2 separate regions of the Danio rerio genome follow, and region 1 is linked to region 2. The links are chromatin contacts, called in public Micro-C maps. All regions are on one chromosome and are shown on one strand. The core of a region is the stretch at or near the end of the contact, and the rest is flanking DNA. Distances in the headings are between cores, read along the strand shown.

Region 1 (3,399 bases), core at 167-2,666, 190 kb after region 2:
GGTCAAAGTGTGCCAAGAAAATATCCGTTACACCATTACACCTCCACCACCAGCCTGACCTGTTGATACAAGACAAGATGTATCCATGCTTTCATGTTCTTGACGGCAAATTCTGACCCTACCATCCGAATGTTGCAGCAGAAATCGGACTCATCAAACCAGGCAACATTTTTAAAATTTTCTATTCTCTAATTTTGGTGAGCCTGTGTGGTCTTCTGCTGCTGTAGCCCATCCGCCTCAAGGTTCGACATAATGTGCGTTCAGAGATGCTCTTCAGCACACCTCAGTTGTAATGAGTGGTTATTTGAGTAACAGTTTCCTTTCTATCAGCTCGAACCAGTCTGGCCAATGTCCTCTGACCTCTGGCATCAACAAGGTATTTGCGCCCACAGAACTGCCGCTTACTGGATATTTTCTCTTTTTTGGACCATTCTCTGTAAATCTTAGAGATGGTTGTGCATGAAATCCCAGTTGATCATCAGTTTCTGAAATATTTAGACCAGCCCATCTGGCACCAACAAATATGCCTTGTTTAAACTTAAATTACCTTTCATCCCCATTCTGATGCTTAATTTGAACTGCAGCAGATCGTCTTGACCATGTCTACATGCCTAAATGCCTTTAGTTGCTGCCATGACATTGGCAGATTAGAATTTTTTATTAACAAGCAGTTTTTTTTAAATACTTTTTTTTTTTTTTTTTTTTTTACAATTTTTTTGGCTATGTAATGTATATTTAACTGTATACAAAATATGTTCTTTCAAGGACATTATAAAAATGAAAAATAAAAATTTGACTAACTCCAAACTTATAAGCGGAATACATAAAAATGAAATCTTGGGGGGAAAAATAGAATCACAACCATATAACTGTTTCATTTTGAATTCAGCATGACTATAAAAGTCAATTGTAAATAGAATGGATGATCATTGGCAAAAACACATTCTTTTTTGTAAGCGATGTTACGTTTTTTTTCTTTTATTGCTTTTTTAATTTGATTTAAGGTAGGACTTGTATGGAAATGGGGTGAATTTCTATATAATAAAACGCTGTATTAGGCATTTAAATGGATAACACACACACACACACACACACACACACACACACACACGTATACACATACATTGTATAAATTGTGAAAACATAAACTGTAATCTTGTCTCTCAAATCTGATTGGCCAAATTTTTTTATGTTGTTCCAGGACTTGGTGTTGAGCACTTGGTAAAATCAGGCTCTGCATTCAGACTGAAAGTGTTTATTCTGTTGATTGTTGCTGTTTTGATTGATGTATTTTGCATGGGTTCACCTGCTTGCTGAGTGCGCCCTCTGGTGGGCAATGAGCGCGGGCCGTCCCCTGCCGCGTTGAAGGCCGATACGCTGATCATGTATGTGGTGTAGCCGGTCAGGTTCTTCAGCTTGACGCTCAGCTCCGGCAGGAAGAGAGTGCGCAGTCGCTCCGTCTCGTTCTGCAGCTGAAACTCCCAGTAGTAAATCTGGAGGAACAAATGAGACACTTCAGAAAGATGCTCTGATCTTATGAGTCTTCCAACTTCTCTGGCTGGGAGCCAAGTTAGATTAAATCACTTTATCAGACTTAGCGGCTGAGGCAGTGCTTATTTTATTGCAGTATTAAAAGACATAAGTCTCTTGTTTGATAAGAATATGAGTGTCTAATTAGACAGATGTACTGTTTGGTACCTATTCAATTAGGAATATAAAAGGAATTTAAGCTTCAATGAAGTATAAACAAATAAAATTGAATACAGTACAGTGGGAGTCAGAATTATTAGCTCTCCTGAATTAGGCTATTAGCCCCATCTTGTTTTTTTTTTCCCCAATTTATGTTAAAGAAAATAAGATTTTTTTCAACACATTTATAAACAAATTACTTTTGATAATTGATTTATAATGACTGATTTATGTAGCCATGATGAAAATACATAAATACAAGTATTCAGCTCAAAGTCCTTTCTCTAGAAGAAAAAAAAAAGTATTACAGGAAATACTGTGAAAAGCCCCTTGCTCTGTTAAACATATTTTGTAAATATTTGAAAAAGAATGAAAAAATAATAACAGGAGGGCTAATAAACTTGACCTCAACTGTATGATATAATATAATATAATATAATATAATATAATATAATATAATATAATATAATATAATATAATATAATATATGTATTTAATTAATGATTGTAAGATTGTAATTCTTCTCCATGTTTTATATATGTTGCAATGTTTACACCAGTAGCACTTATAACACATGGTTAAAGTGCAATTTAAACTAGTGGCACCAAACTGAAATGCAAAACAACTTAAAAGGTACAGTTTGTCAAGACAGACTTTGAATGTTGGCTTGACAAAGCCTTGCCTGGATGTTTGGAACTGTTTGAAGATAATAGTTTGATGTGTGAAGGTTATATAAGGCTTTTGTAGTTGGAATATTTTAAGGTTTAAAGCTAGAAGGTTACATAAAAATCAGGAGGTTGGCTTCTTGGGCAGCCTGAAAAGACAATTGGTGGTTATTAAATTGATTTTGGCCTGGTAAGTTATATATACCCATACACACAGTTGAAGTCAGAATTACAAGCCCCACTGAATTATAAGCCCCCCTGTTTATTTTTTCCGCATTTACTTTTTAACGGAAAGAACAAACAAATTTCTAAAAATAATAGTTTTAATAAATAATTTCTTATAACAGATTTATTTTATCTTTGCCATGATGATAAAATGTTACTAGATATTTTTCAAGACACTTCTATACAACTTAAAGTGACATTTAAAGGCTAAACTGTGTTAATTAGGTTAACTAGGAAAGCTAGGATAATTGGGAAAGTTATGGTATAACAATAGTTTGTACTGTTGACTATCAAAAAAAAAATAGCTTAAAGGAGCTAATATTTTCGACCTTTAAATGGCTGTTGAAAAATTAAAAACTGATTTTATTCTAGCTGAAATAAAACAAATAAGACTTTCTCCAGAAAAAAAGAAAATATATATATATATATATATATATATATATATATATTATCAGACATACTGTGAAAATTTCTTTGCTCTGTTAAACATCATTTGAAAAATATTTTAAAAAGTAAAAAAAAATCAAAAGGGGGCTAATAAATCTGGATTCAACTGTATGTGTGTGCGTGTGTGTGTGTCAAATCTGTATATGATACAGGTATTACAAAAAAGAGGTGAAATACTAGGACATTGCTGATGTCTTCATTTCTCAAAAAGCTTATTAATAAAAAAAACAGAATGAGCTTATTTCAGAAAGTACAGCTGTACACAATCTCCTGTAATGGTTGGGTTTATGGGTAGGGTCGGGTGAGGGCAATACAATATACAGTTTGAACAGTATAAAATGAATGGAAATCTATGTAATTTACCCACTTTTCA
Region 2 (3,356 bases), core at 399-2,898:
AACGGCAGTGAAGAAGAAGCGACCTCCCTTTACGAGAGTGAAGAGCTGGCAGAGGAAGATGATGAAGGAAATCAGGCAGAAAATGGTGGCGAGGACCATCAGGGCCTGCACCGCTTGAAGCCAATCTGAAATTAATCAGAAATAAGCATAATTCTTTAATTTTGTTACATCTATGCTTTATTACTACTAATATAATTGCATAGAATGCTTGTAAAATTATTTAACATTGGTGTCTGTTTTTCCTTTAATAAAAATTAAACTTCCGAAACATTTAAGACATTGGTATACTAAAGTCATCTTACTCACCTGCATCACCATTTCCACTGCATTTATATCCTCCGTTAATTTGTGTGCAGTCGTACCAGAGGTCATAACTCGTATCTCCATGTGTTCTCCAAGCCTATTGAGTTTAAAAGAACAGCCTAGTGATTACCTCTACACACAAACCAATAAAAAAAATGTCAAATAGCAATGTCAAAGATGATACTCACGCTGGCACAAGTGGCAATGAAGAGAATGATAAGGCTTGTCAAATGCAAGACTATCGTTGCAAACAGAATGACCAGCATTTTGGGTTTCTTCTAAAAGAACAGAAAGAGTAAGTAATAAAAGTTAAAGCACATACCTGGCGGGTTTTGTGATGGACAATGTTTACTCTTGCAGTTCCTCATCTGGCCACAAGACCGCGCCTTTGTCAAAGGTATCTCAACCCAAACACTATCACTGCCGCCTGTTTTCTTATCTACATTTTAATTGAAAACATCTGTATTCTTGACACATTGCTTTGATAATAGCACTAATCCCGTTGCAATCTTTTAAGGCTTTTAAAATGTCTGTATTTAATCAAAACAAAAACACAATACTGCAACTAAATACACACATACAATCCAGTCACATCCCTTTTTTTTCTCGCGTGCCGCCTTTTTTCCGTCACGTCTCTTCAAAGTGTTTATCTGTTAGTTTATATGTTACAGGTTTTGCTATCTCGCTACAAATGCCTATTCTGAGAGAATATCAAGCATTTGACGACTAAAGTTATTGAGAAGTGTAAACTTGCCCATTTTTCTGAAGTAGTCAAAAAGAAAACACTCCCGAGCAGCGTTTATTTTCATCCAAACCAGTTATTGCAAAACTCCGCACGCCAACCGTGCCTTTAGAGAAGACGAAAGATGTGTTCACACAAAACTAAAGCTGGCAATGCAAAACTAATACTTAATGTTATAACTTATTTTAAAAATAATTTAAACCGTGTGAGGATGAAAATATACTTTGAATAACAAACTTGTGCAACTTGCCAAAGTATAGCCTTGGAATATACTACTAAACACAAATGTGGTTGAGAATCTCCTGAAATGGCATGCAAATGTTCATTCAAAAAGGACCAAAGTAAAAATAGAAAACTTCTATGGTTCTCCAACTTACAGGTAAGAGAGAGAGAAAGAGAAGAAAAATCCTTGAAATGCAAGAGAGCAGGAAGAAAACACAAGTCGCCTTTTCTATGGTATCCCACTATAGATTCTCAAAGCACGCGTCTCCGTATTCCAGATGTAGTACCACAGCAGTATTTGCTTTTTTTCTTCCTTTCTTTTTTTCAGAAACGTGAGAACACCGCCCTGAAGCGTCACTACGTCAAACTTTTCTCTTTTCCCTCCCATACTTTACTACTCCTCACTTTAAATGGTTTGCCCTTACAACAACAACAACAAGAAGAAAAAAGTATGTTTGTTTACATTGTGTATGTAATTGTTTATTTATTTATTAATTTATTAATATTTATTTACACTGTAAATTAATATTTATTTACACTGTATTGAGAAAGTATGCTTTCAGTTTGATTTTATGTTCAGCTTACTTATATATATGTGTGTGTGTGTGTGTGTGTGTGTGTGTATGTGTGTGTGTGTGACAACTTTATATATAAAAGAGATATAAAGAGAGTTATTTGCTCATTGACTCACTTATTGTTTAAAAAATAAAAAATAAATGTTACACACGTTTGCTATATGGAATAATAAAACTTTAAAGCTCAATAACTCAAAATTATTCAGAATGCAGATAGAACCTTATAATTCCAAGATGACAATATATATATATATATATATATATATATATATATATATATATATATATATATATATATATATATATATATATATATATCAGTTGAAGTCAGTATTATTAGCGCCCTTTTATTTTTTCCCAATTTCTGTTTAAAGCACACTTCTAAGCATAATAGTTTTAAAAACCTATTTCTAATAACAGATTTATTTTATCTTTGTCATGAAGACAGTAAAAAATATTTTACTTGATATTTTTTCAAGACACTTCTATATAGCTTAAAGTGACAATTAAAGGCTTAACTAGGTTAATAAGGTGAACTAGGCAGGTTAGGGTAATTAGGCAAGTTATTGTATAATGATGGTTTGTTCTGTAGACTATCGAAAAAAAAATAGCTTAAAGGGGCTAATAATTATGTTCCAAAAATGTTTTTAAAAAAATTAATAACTGATTTTATTCTAGCTGCAATAAAACAAAAAAGACTTTCTCCAGAAGAAAGAATATTATCAGACATACTGTAAAAATGTCATTGCTCTGTTAAACATCATTTGGGAAATATTAAAAAAAAAAAAAAAAAAAGGGGGGGGGCTAATAATTTTGACTTCAACTGTATATACTTTATACTTTATTATCAAAAATGATTAATAATAAAATAACTCAGAAGTGAATGTTTGAATTATAATATCAGAAAAGTAGTAATGTTCCCAAAGTTTTGATTTAGCATTTTTAAGAGCTCACTTAACTATTCTGTTACAGACTTACTGGGTTTGTAGTACTGTTAAGTGTAATGGAAAATCTTAAATACCTTAATAACATATTGTATCAAAATATGTAACTCAATAAATCAATAACTTTATTTGTTGTTTTAAATAACATTATTTAAATGTTATTTATTTTATTTATTTATTTATTTATTTTATTTAATATAAGTCATAAACATACATATTTAATTATTAAGTCATACACATACAGATACATTTTACTCATAGTAATTACAGTTACACTTGAAATATACTTACAACCTAAACATTTAACCTAAACTTCGAAAATATGTTGGTACCCTATGCAAACTAACCAATTACTACACATATAAGTCTGTCTATACAACACTCAGACTTACAGCAAGGCCAGCTTCATCCGCCATTTTGAATGCTCCCCTTCAGTGGCACACATGGATTACGTCCCAATGTGTGACTGTTTATGGTGTGTACTAGTGTGAGTAGGGCCCCACAGTATGCCCAGAATGTTGGCATGTGTCTGTATGCTCAAGCAGCTGGACTGAATAGCAAATAGAACCT

Evidence for each region. Hi-C and Micro-C count contacts between places; a contact is called where the count stands out from the background.
Region 1: a Micro-C map of caudal fin shows a contact between it and region 2, with 5 times the contacts expected there. The contact joins the enhancer-like site here to the promoter of pmp22a in region 2. A contact is called at or near these places in 2 of 18 Hi-C or Micro-C datasets (caudal fin and embryo).

Annotation. Positions count from the first base shown.
Region 1 is chr3:53,515,090-53,518,488 of GRCz12tu, forward strand. It overlaps sdk2a (sidekick cell adhesion molecule 2a), which reads right to left. Exons shown (of 46, transcript XM_073945012.1): 37 at 1,307-1,493. Among named protein-coding and RNA genes, the nearest start is that of cdc42ep4a, 99 kb to the left of the region's middle. Within about 2 kb of position 1,417, at least 5 of the 62 cell types and tissues checked have an H3K27ac peak or open chromatin away from gene starts, as enhancers often do.
Region 2 is chr3:53,325,203-53,328,558 of GRCz12tu, forward strand. pmp22a (peripheral myelin protein 22a) reads right to left here and starts at 1,649. Exons shown (of 6, transcript NM_201311.1): 1 at 1,423-1,649; 2 at 1,058-1,151; 3 at 492-581; 4 at 307-400; 5 at 1-125. The coding sequence starts at 569.